2 separate regions of the Oryctolagus cuniculus genome follow, and region 2 is linked to region 1. The links are chromatin contacts, called in public Micro-C maps. All regions are on one chromosome and are shown on one strand. Each heading gives the region's core, a stretch centred on a gene start, on an enhancer-like site or on the middle of the called end of the contact. The rest is flanking DNA. Distances are from core to core; before and after follow the strand shown. Region 1 overlaps MRAS (muscle RAS oncogene homolog). Region 2 holds the start of MRAS (muscle RAS oncogene homolog).

What was found. A called contact is a pair of places that touch in the nucleus more often than the background predicts.
Region 2: a contact with region 1 is called in a Micro-C map of ear pinna, with 2.1 times the contacts expected there. The contact joins the promoter of MRAS here to the enhancer-like site in region 1. A contact is called at or near these places in 3 of 6 Hi-C or Micro-C datasets (ear pinna, psoas muscle and an unstated tissue).

The regions. Positions count from the first base shown.
Region 1 is chr4:143,324,753-143,329,085 of mOryCun1.1, forward strand. MRAS (muscle RAS oncogene homolog) reads right to left here. Exons shown (of 6, transcript XM_051818636.2): 5 at 3,456-3,535; 6 at 1-2,218. The coding sequence ends at 2,119. Among named protein-coding and RNA genes, the nearest start is that of ESYT3, 25 kb to the left of the region's middle. Within about 2 kb of position 2,014, at least 1 of the 8 cell types and tissues checked has an H3K27ac peak or open chromatin away from gene starts, as enhancers often do. A contact at or near this core is called in ear pinna, where this site is marked.
Region 2 is chr4:143,369,548-143,373,952 of mOryCun1.1, forward strand. It overlaps MRAS (muscle RAS oncogene homolog), which reads right to left and starts at 2,562. Exons shown (of 6, transcript XM_051818636.2): 1 at 2,361-2,562. It overlaps LOC138849503 (a long non-coding RNA gene), which reads right to left. Exons shown (of 2, transcript XR_011388391.1): 2 at 2,898-3,119.

The sequences.
Region 1 (4,333 bases), core at 764-3,263:
AGGTGACGAGGGAGAGGCTGTATGGGGTGTGTATGCCCCAGGGTACACTTTACCTTCGCCCATCCAGAAGCCACCTCTGTCACTAGGACTCATGTCTGAAAATCAACTCACCTAACCTACAGGGAAAACAGGAGAAACGGGAGACGAAAGCTCCCCATTGGTCCAAAAGCGGAGGCTGCAGGTCAGTTGTCGATCGGTTTCTCCCTTGGGCACAGTGGAACTGAGCTGTGGGCCAATGCAGGATCCATGCGCTGGAAGATGGGCCGGCAGAGGGCGGGGGGCAGACCAGCAGCGCTGCGAGCCCTTGAGTGCAGCGCATTATCTGCTCCAGGTCAACGACCTACCTCCACTGCCGGGAGCAGCTGCTGGTGCCATCGTCCCGTGAGCGGGGCTTCTTGTCTCCTCCGTCTCTGTCAGTGCAAAGCGTCTCCATCCTCACCTCTCCTGGCCCGCACCCCCAGCTGGCAGCTGCCATCACACACGGGGCTGCGAAGCTGGTGACTCGGAGAAGTCTAAGGCTTGGAAACAGCTTTGTCCTCCTGGGGTTCAGAATGCCTGTTAGCAGTACAGGACTGGGGGGACTCTGAAGGGCCTCATCTGGAATGTTCTCTCTCATCCTCCCATGCAGAAATACAGGGCCATGTAGACTGCTAACTGTGACCTCCGACTAGCCAGAGTCCCAAGCCTCCTCTTGCAGCAGAATCATCCTCCAGCTGGCGAGCTCGCCGGGTTGGGGACTGTCAGAGGATCCAGGCGCCCCGACGGACAGTAGGCGCTTGTCTTCCCTGGGGCTCTTTCTCCTAAGAGTGGCCAGGCGGCCTGCTGCGGGTGCCCTCGTTGGTTTGGTGACCTCATATGTGACATCTGGGAAATAAGGGCACCAGCTGTGGCCCTCCCTTCGGGGGCGTGCGTGCTGCTGCCCCTCCCCCCACCTGGCTGCTGGCACCGGCACGTCAGCCAGACCCGCCTTTCTTCTCTGGTGATGGAGTCCAGTCAAGAGCCAAGAGGTTGCTAAAAGGATGTTCCAAGGCAGCCGAATTGCTCAGTCTTCAAATTCCAGAAAGGGCTTGCTCACCGACTGTCCTTCTGGAGTAGGAAAATGGCTTCCGGTCCGGGTGCTGTTTCACTGACGACAGCACTGAATCGGTCTGGGTGAAGATTCAGCAGGAACCAGTTTTCCAGATGGTGTCTGCGCACTTAGGTCAGAAAGGCAGCAGGCAGCCCACGGGATGGACAGTGCAGGAGGCGACGGGTCTGAGCCGGCCAGCGCCCTCTCACACATCCGCGAGCACACTGCTGACCCCACCCTCCCTGAAAACCCAGCAACACTTTTGCAAAGCTGATCAACTTACTGCATACATTTGCTGGACAATGAAAACTCCTCTTAGAACTGGCACGCTTGTGCCAGCCACTGCCCTCGGCAAAGTAAAACCCCCTCTTCTAACATCTGCAGCCTCAACCTGCAAAGCCCTGGCAGTCAGCACTTCCCGTCTCTCCCGTCCAGGCCACGAGTAGGGCCGCACCCCTCCCAGCTGGACCCACAGTCCAGGGCCCGAAGCCACAGCTCCCGCTGACACCGGTCCTCTCCGACACTCTACTTTCTTATCGGGTTCAGTTTGGGCACCGCTGGGAGAACAGAGTCTACAATAACAACATCTCAGACCTGTGATTGGGAGGTTAGGGGGCTCTGTAGCAGTGGGTACAGACCCCTTTAGGAAAACAACAATCATTAAAATAATTTAAAAATCTACAAAAGACGCCCAAGCTCAGACACCGAGGAGCTGCGGGCAAGGGCGGAAGCTTGCTCAGGGCTTGTTCTGTATGTGTAGGTGGACAGACATTTCCACGCCCATGAGGTGAGAGAAACAGCACACCTCCGAGGAGGCGGCTCAGCAAGCTCAACAGGGGCTTCCTCATCTCCTGGGGGAAAGGAGGAAGCCCTGGCCCCCGAGCAAGGCCCGCCCCTGCCGGCTCCCTGCCCTCCCTCCCTGTCTCCCTTCCTGTGCGAGGCCTCAGGCCGCGGGTGGTGGTTAGAAAGAGTGCTCAGTGCGGTTAGGTGGTGGAGGGGTCCCGAGGGCTGGCCGGGTCGTGGTCACTGCACCCCGGACCTCAGGCCCGTCACAAGATCACGCACTGCAGTTTGTGGGTGCCAGTGGCCCGGTCTCCCCGCCATTTGGTTTTCTTCTTCTTCTTCTGGCTTTTTTCGGGGATCTGTTGCCTTTTGGAACAATGAAGGACAAACAAGTCAGATTGGCCTCTGCTTCTCCTGGCCCCTCCTCCCTCACCCGCCCCCGGGCCTGTGCAGGTGCTGGGTGGCTGGGCCAGCCGGGGACAAACCGTGGGTGGCTGCTGACCTGGCCACAGGAGGGGGCCCTGGCAGGATGGTGTCTGTCTCTGGAGGCCTAGACACTGGGGAGGGAGAGGCAGGGAACTCGAAGTCTCCCCCGCTCGGGGGACCTGCCAACACCGTGCTGCGGCTGCTTACATTCACGCCTCAGTGAGGTCGGGTTTCGTGGCATGTTGCCATTGACATCCGTGTTTCGCATTCTAAGTGAGCCAGCAGGGCAGCTTAGTGAGGGCAAAGGCGTGCTGACACGCTTTCTGTTGGCTTTTCCCAGGTCTGCAGCTGCCCTGGGAACCACAGGTCCCCACTGAGGCAGTCAACGCAAGCTTCCGGACAGGAGCTTCTCCCAGCTGCAGGCAAGGTGCCCCAGGGCAGCTCATCCCAAGAGCACAAACCCGGCATCGAAGCCCTGGTGTGCAGGCCCTGCTTTGCCCGTGACGCTGGGCGATGGACATGTGGGGTGTGGACAGCGCGGGGCGGAGGGGATGACAGGCACGCACACTGCTGGAGCCCCGGGTCTGGGTTCACCTGTGCAAAGGCCAACTTGGTGCTCAGTACCCGAGACTCGCTGGCGAGAGGGGGTGGGGTGGAGACAGTGATGGGGAGTGCAGCCAGGGGGTCCTCCCAGCCTCCTGAGCACTGGTGATTAGGGTCTGGGCCGTGAGGGTATGAAGGACTATTCTAGAGGCTCCCGGGTACTGCTGACTACACAGGAGACCCACAGTGCCCCGCCTTCTCTACAAAGCAGACACACGCGGCTCCAGGCCCTGAGCCCTGGAATCAGAATGTGGGGCGTGCAGAGAGGGCTCTGCTCTGGGGGCAGGGGAGAGGCGAGGGCCTCACTTCTCACCACGATGCAAGCTTCTGGATCAAGGCTGCTGGGCTGCAGGGAGCCACCCTCCAGGGGCCTGAGACTGAAGGGGTCTGCAGCCAGGGGGAGGGCGGGGGCGGGTGGAAAAGGCAGGGGAAAGACACGGAAGGGGGAACAGGAGACGCAGAAGCAGACCCAGAACAGCCAGCCTCGGCCTCAGAGCCAGGGCCGTTGGCAGAGCCCATGGCTACAGCCAGGTGCCCACTGCACGGCACTGCTAGGGAGGTGGGAGGCGCTCACCTAATTACTCTAACGAGGTCATGGAAGGCTTTGTCCACGTTGAGAGGGGGGTCCTTGGCACTCGTTTCTATGTACGGAATCTGGAAGGCAAAGCTCAACTTGGTCAAAGCAACACTGAGATGCCCAAAGCCCTGTCCCCCTTAACAGTATAAACTCTCGGAGGGTCCGAGGGTCCTACAGGCTTTTTTAAAAAAAAAATATTTATTTGAAAGTCACAGTTACAGAGAGAGAGAAGGAGAAGGCTGAAACAGCTGGGGCTCGGCCAGGACCAAGCCAGGAGCCAGGAGCTTCTTTGGGATCTCCCATGTGGATGCAGGGGCCCAACCACTTGGGCCATCCTCTGCTGCTTTCCCAGGTGCACTAACAGGGAGCTGGATTGGAAGTGGAGCAGCTGGGATTCGAACCTTCACCCACATGAGATGCCAGCGCTGCGGATGGCAGCTTTACCTGCTATACCACAGCGCCAGCCCTCCATGTGCTTTTCAAGTCCCTGGCCCTAAGCGTCAAGCTTCCTTGGAGGGCTCTCGCTCTGTGAGGCTGGGACATTTCACTGATGGCTTTGCCAGTCTCCTCCCCCTCCCTAGTCTCAGAGAGGGTTAACAGTTCCCCAAAATGGAATCTCCATGACTTTGTCAGACACTTGAAGACTAACACTGGGTTCATTTTCCAGACTAAAACACTTGCTGGGGGCCAGCACTGTAGTGCAGCATGCCACCCCATATGGGCGCCAGTTCGAGTCCCAGATGCTCCACTTCCAATCAAGCTCCCTGCTAATGAGCCTGGGAAAGCAGAGAAAGATGGCCCAAGGGAAAGCAGAGGAAGATGGCCCAAGTGCTTGGGCCCCTGTACCCAGGTGGCAGACCCGGATGAAGCTCTTG
Region 2 (4,405 bases), core at 1,312-3,811, 45 kb after region 1:
CCGGGTTCCAGATGATCACCGGAACTCAAGAACCCACCCCACGAGCAACTGACTTGTCACTTTGCAAGCAGCTCAGATAGTGTGAAAAAATACTAGCACTGGAGCTAGTAATACTGCAACCTTGGTTTTTATCTGTCACAAGATGTTTAACACAAGTTAAGAACACAAGAAATGGAAAATATCAACCACTGGGTACAAGAGCAAAGCTGGGAACCCTTGAAGACCAAGTGGACTTGGATTTCCCCTCCTCCTTAAGAAAATGTCAAGGTCACATCAACACAGCACTGCCCCCTCCACACGCACACCCCCCCCAAAGAGACTATCAGACCATATAAACCCCAGAGCATCAAAGCCCCAGGACCCCAGCCCTGGCAGAAAGAGAGAAACCACAGGGTAAGCCACAGGCAGAGCTGGGGGATCGGCTGCGGAGCGAGCAGTGTGAACCGAGACCTAAGGCTGCAGCCCGTGGCTGCAGCCTTCTCGGCCCCCGTCAGCAGGGCAAGCGATTTACAGGAAATTAGGAGGTTTACAAACTGTTAGCAGCTCAAGTTTCCTCCCGGGGAAACGCTAAGAACGGTCTCCGGGAAAGGGCTTTGTTCACGGCTAAGCCCCTGACACGTGTCAGTTATTAATACCCACAGCTCACTACCACACACTCCCACCAGCCCGGGAACGGCTGCACGGGTACCACACTCCAAGAGCATAATTCACACGGCCCCAGACCCTCGCGCCAGGAGCCAGGACACACTGGTGGTCAAAGGCTCGCCCCTCAGATAGGCACTTGGGCCAGGGAGGACCCTCTGCAGCCTCAGGTCCCCCACGGGGACAACGGCACAGGTGCTGGGTCCCTGTCTGTAAACCCTGGGGGGTACGTGATTAGAGGCCGGCTAGGGGACTTCTAAGCCACACCCCCTCTTACTCCGCCCCCAGGGAAACCCTGGAGGCGACCATTTCAGCCTTGTCTGTTAGCCTCTGCAGGCAGGTCTGGGCCACAGTGGAGAACCACACTGGACCCCAAGGAGGTTCCCCGCTAGCGGGGTGGGGGGAATCCCAGAACTCTGCCGTCAGGGACCCGGCGGTGAAGGGCTTGGTCCACTTTCCAGTCTGCACTCTGCCCCAGCCCAACACCAGTCACTCTCCAGACTCTAACGGGGTGTCCGGCGCCCATTCCGGCCCCGCCTCCCCGCCCCTGGGAAGTCTTCCCTGACCTCCTCGCACGGGAGCGGGGGTCCCTCAGCGCGCCCACCGTTCCCGGACTAACCTGATCCCACCAGGGACCACGCCGGGGAGTCATTCCCTCTGCGCCCGGGCCGAGCCTGCGGGGCAGGAGCTGGCGCTGTGCCTGACACACACGGTGGGCGCCCAGGGCCCAGTCAGGTCAAGGTAGGAGCCCAGGCCCCAGTGGTGAGCAGAGCCCCCGGGCGCAGGGAAGGCTTGTTTATGAAGCAAGCTGCTTTTGATTATTCGTACGAATCTGACAACTCCCCGGGCGGATCTCTGTCCTCATTAACGCCATTTTAAAGGAGGAGGGGGCGGGGAGGAGCCCCCCACCCCAGTCCCGCCGCCCATCTCCGCGCCGCGTCAGCCAAGGAACCCACGGTGACCACCAGGAAAGGGTCCCCGGAGCGGTGAGCAGGCCCTCCCCTAGGGTCTCGGTCGCGGCAGATTTCCCGGCCGCACACCGTTATGCCGGAGCCCTCCGCGGGGGCAAAAGGCCACGCAGCGCTAGTCCCAGGGCGCCCCCGGCGCGTGGAGAGCGCAGCAGAGTCCGGGGGCGGCCACACCTCCCGCCCCGGAACAAAGCGCCGACCGGGCGGGGGACAGCGCGGCCGGCGCCGGGCCCTCCGCGGCTGCCGGGGGGGCACTCACCGCGCGCTGCAGCCCGGGCTCGGCTCCGGCCCTCAGGCCGCCTCCTCCACGCGCGCGCCGAGGCGGCGGCAGCAGCAGCGCCCGCCCGCCCGCCGGGCCCCGCGGCAGCCGGACTGACGGCTCCCCGCCAGCCGGCCCGCCGGCCGCTCTGCCCGTCCCCGCCCCGGCGCCGTCTTAAAGAGACCGCGCAGCCGCGCGTGCCCAGGGCGCGCATTCCTTATATTGCAACAGCGCCTGCTAAAAATAGAGCGCTGCGGCGGGCGCGGCGGGGAGCCCGGCTCCAGAGCCTCGGCCCGGCCGCCCCCGCGTGTGCCGGGTTCCCGGGACGCGAGCCCAGCCAAGCCCAGCCCACCCGCGCCGCGTCCCTAAGGCCAGACAGGGCGCGAGGGCCGGGGCCGGCCCCTCGCACCTAAGGGGGTCGGCGCCGTGGCATCGGGAGCTGGCTTTGAGGTGGACGCCGAGCCTCTGGAGGGACCTCCGCGCTCCCCCACCTTTCAGTCTCCGCCGTGGCGCCGCCAATTTGGGAGCCCGGAGGCGGCGTCCCGGTCCTGCGCGATGCCCGCCGCCCTCGGCGAATCCCGAGCCGCCCTCCTTCCAGGATCCTGCCTCCCGTCGCGGCGTCTCCTAGAGCCTCGCGCTGCGAGCCTCCCTCCCGGGCTTCAGCCTCCGCGGGGCGGCTGCGACTGGACTGGCGACACTGTTTCCTGGTTCACTTCTCCCATTCCTCTCCAAGAGCGTGACGTTCCCGTTTCAAAAGTTGAGAGATAATTCACACGCCGTAAAACTCCACCTTCTACCGTGTACAGCTCACGGGGTCATTTAGTATGTTGGCGACACAGTGTCCAGGACATTTTCATCGCCAATCGCCAAAACTGCCCATGAGCAACCACGCCTCATTCTCCCGTCCCCCAGACCCTTTCTGTCTCCTCGGAGTTTCTGTCATGGACATCTATCATGGAACCAAACAGCAGGTGCAGGAGGCTTCCAGGGTGTTGTAACAGGTAGCACTGCCTTGTTCCTTTTCATGACTGAATAATATTCCATCAAAAGTGTGCATGTATTCCCAACGTCTTCTTTATCCAGTCGTTGGCTGATGGATTTTTGGTTTCTGCTTCGGGGCTGTTATGAATAAGCCGCTGTGGACATGCTTATACAAGCCTTTGCAAGAAGATACGCTTTCACTTTTCATTTGGTACACAGTAATTCCCCTTTATCCTCAGAGGGTACATCCCGGGATGCCCAGTGGGTACCTGAAATTGCAGACATAATACCAACCATGTGATAAATGCCTAATATGAGAGAACTCTGCATGTGTTTCAAAATTGTTCTGCACCAATATAAACTTACCTTTTAATTCCATTTTTCAGTGAGTGTTTTGAGGTGCCCTCCTATGGAATGCTTTTCCTACATATACAAACCTATGATAAAGTTTAATTTATAAGGTAGATACAGTAAGATAGTAACACTAATTGCTAATAACATAATAGAAAAATTGTACTGTACTAATTTTCCAGCCTCATTGGTCTTGTGCTTTGGGGCCACTGTGAAGTAAATTAAGTGTAATCAGGACACAATGGTTACCACAATGGTTGATGGGATGCCCGAGGCAGCTACTAAGTGACTAATGGAGGATAGCACACACAGCATGGATACGCTGGACAAAGGGCTGGCTCACATCACAAGCTGGATGGGGTGAGACATCAAGAGATTTCATCCACTTCTCAGAATTGTAACACTTGTGAGATTGTTTATTCCTGGAATTTTGCATGGAATATTTTCAGGCCAAGGTTGACCATGGGTAATCAAACCCATAGAAGGTGAAACTGTGTGTAAGGGGGCTGGGGGAGGCTACTGCCTAGTTGGGAGTGGAATTGCAGAGTTGTATTTAGGACTGCAATAAGTTTATTGAAAATGGAATTAAAAGAGGAAAATAAAAACAATTTTTGAAAAAGATTTGCTTTATCTTATCTTATTTACTTGAAAGGCAGAGGCCCAGGTGGGGCTAGGCTGAAGCCGGAATCCTGGAACTCCCTCTGGGTCTCCCATGTGGGCAATAGGGGTCCAAGGATTGCTCATCTGCTGCTTTCCCGGGTGCATTAGCAGGAAGCTGGATCGAAATGGGGCAGTGGGGACTCGAACCAGTGCTCATATGGCATGTCGGCTCACAGGCTATACCACAATACCAGCTCCCCAAAATATAAATTTTATTTCACCATATAAGTTCCATCATGTTTAAGACATTTTTGTAAGTAATGATACCAATCATTTAGACCATTCCTAAAGAAATGAGGAGTCTGGGAGTTTAACCATGTCAACTCAATCCCTTTTACATTACTAACCAAAAAAAAAAAAAATGGAAGGCCTGTGCCACAGGTGGAGACTTAACCTGCTAAGCCACAGTGCCAGCCCCATAGCCATTGCTTTGTCTTCAGGTTCATACTGGTAATTTCACCTCCTGTTATAATTCTTTTTAAGATTTACTTATTTATTTGAAAGGCAGAGTTACAGAGGAGGAGAGGCAGGGAGAGAGAGAGGT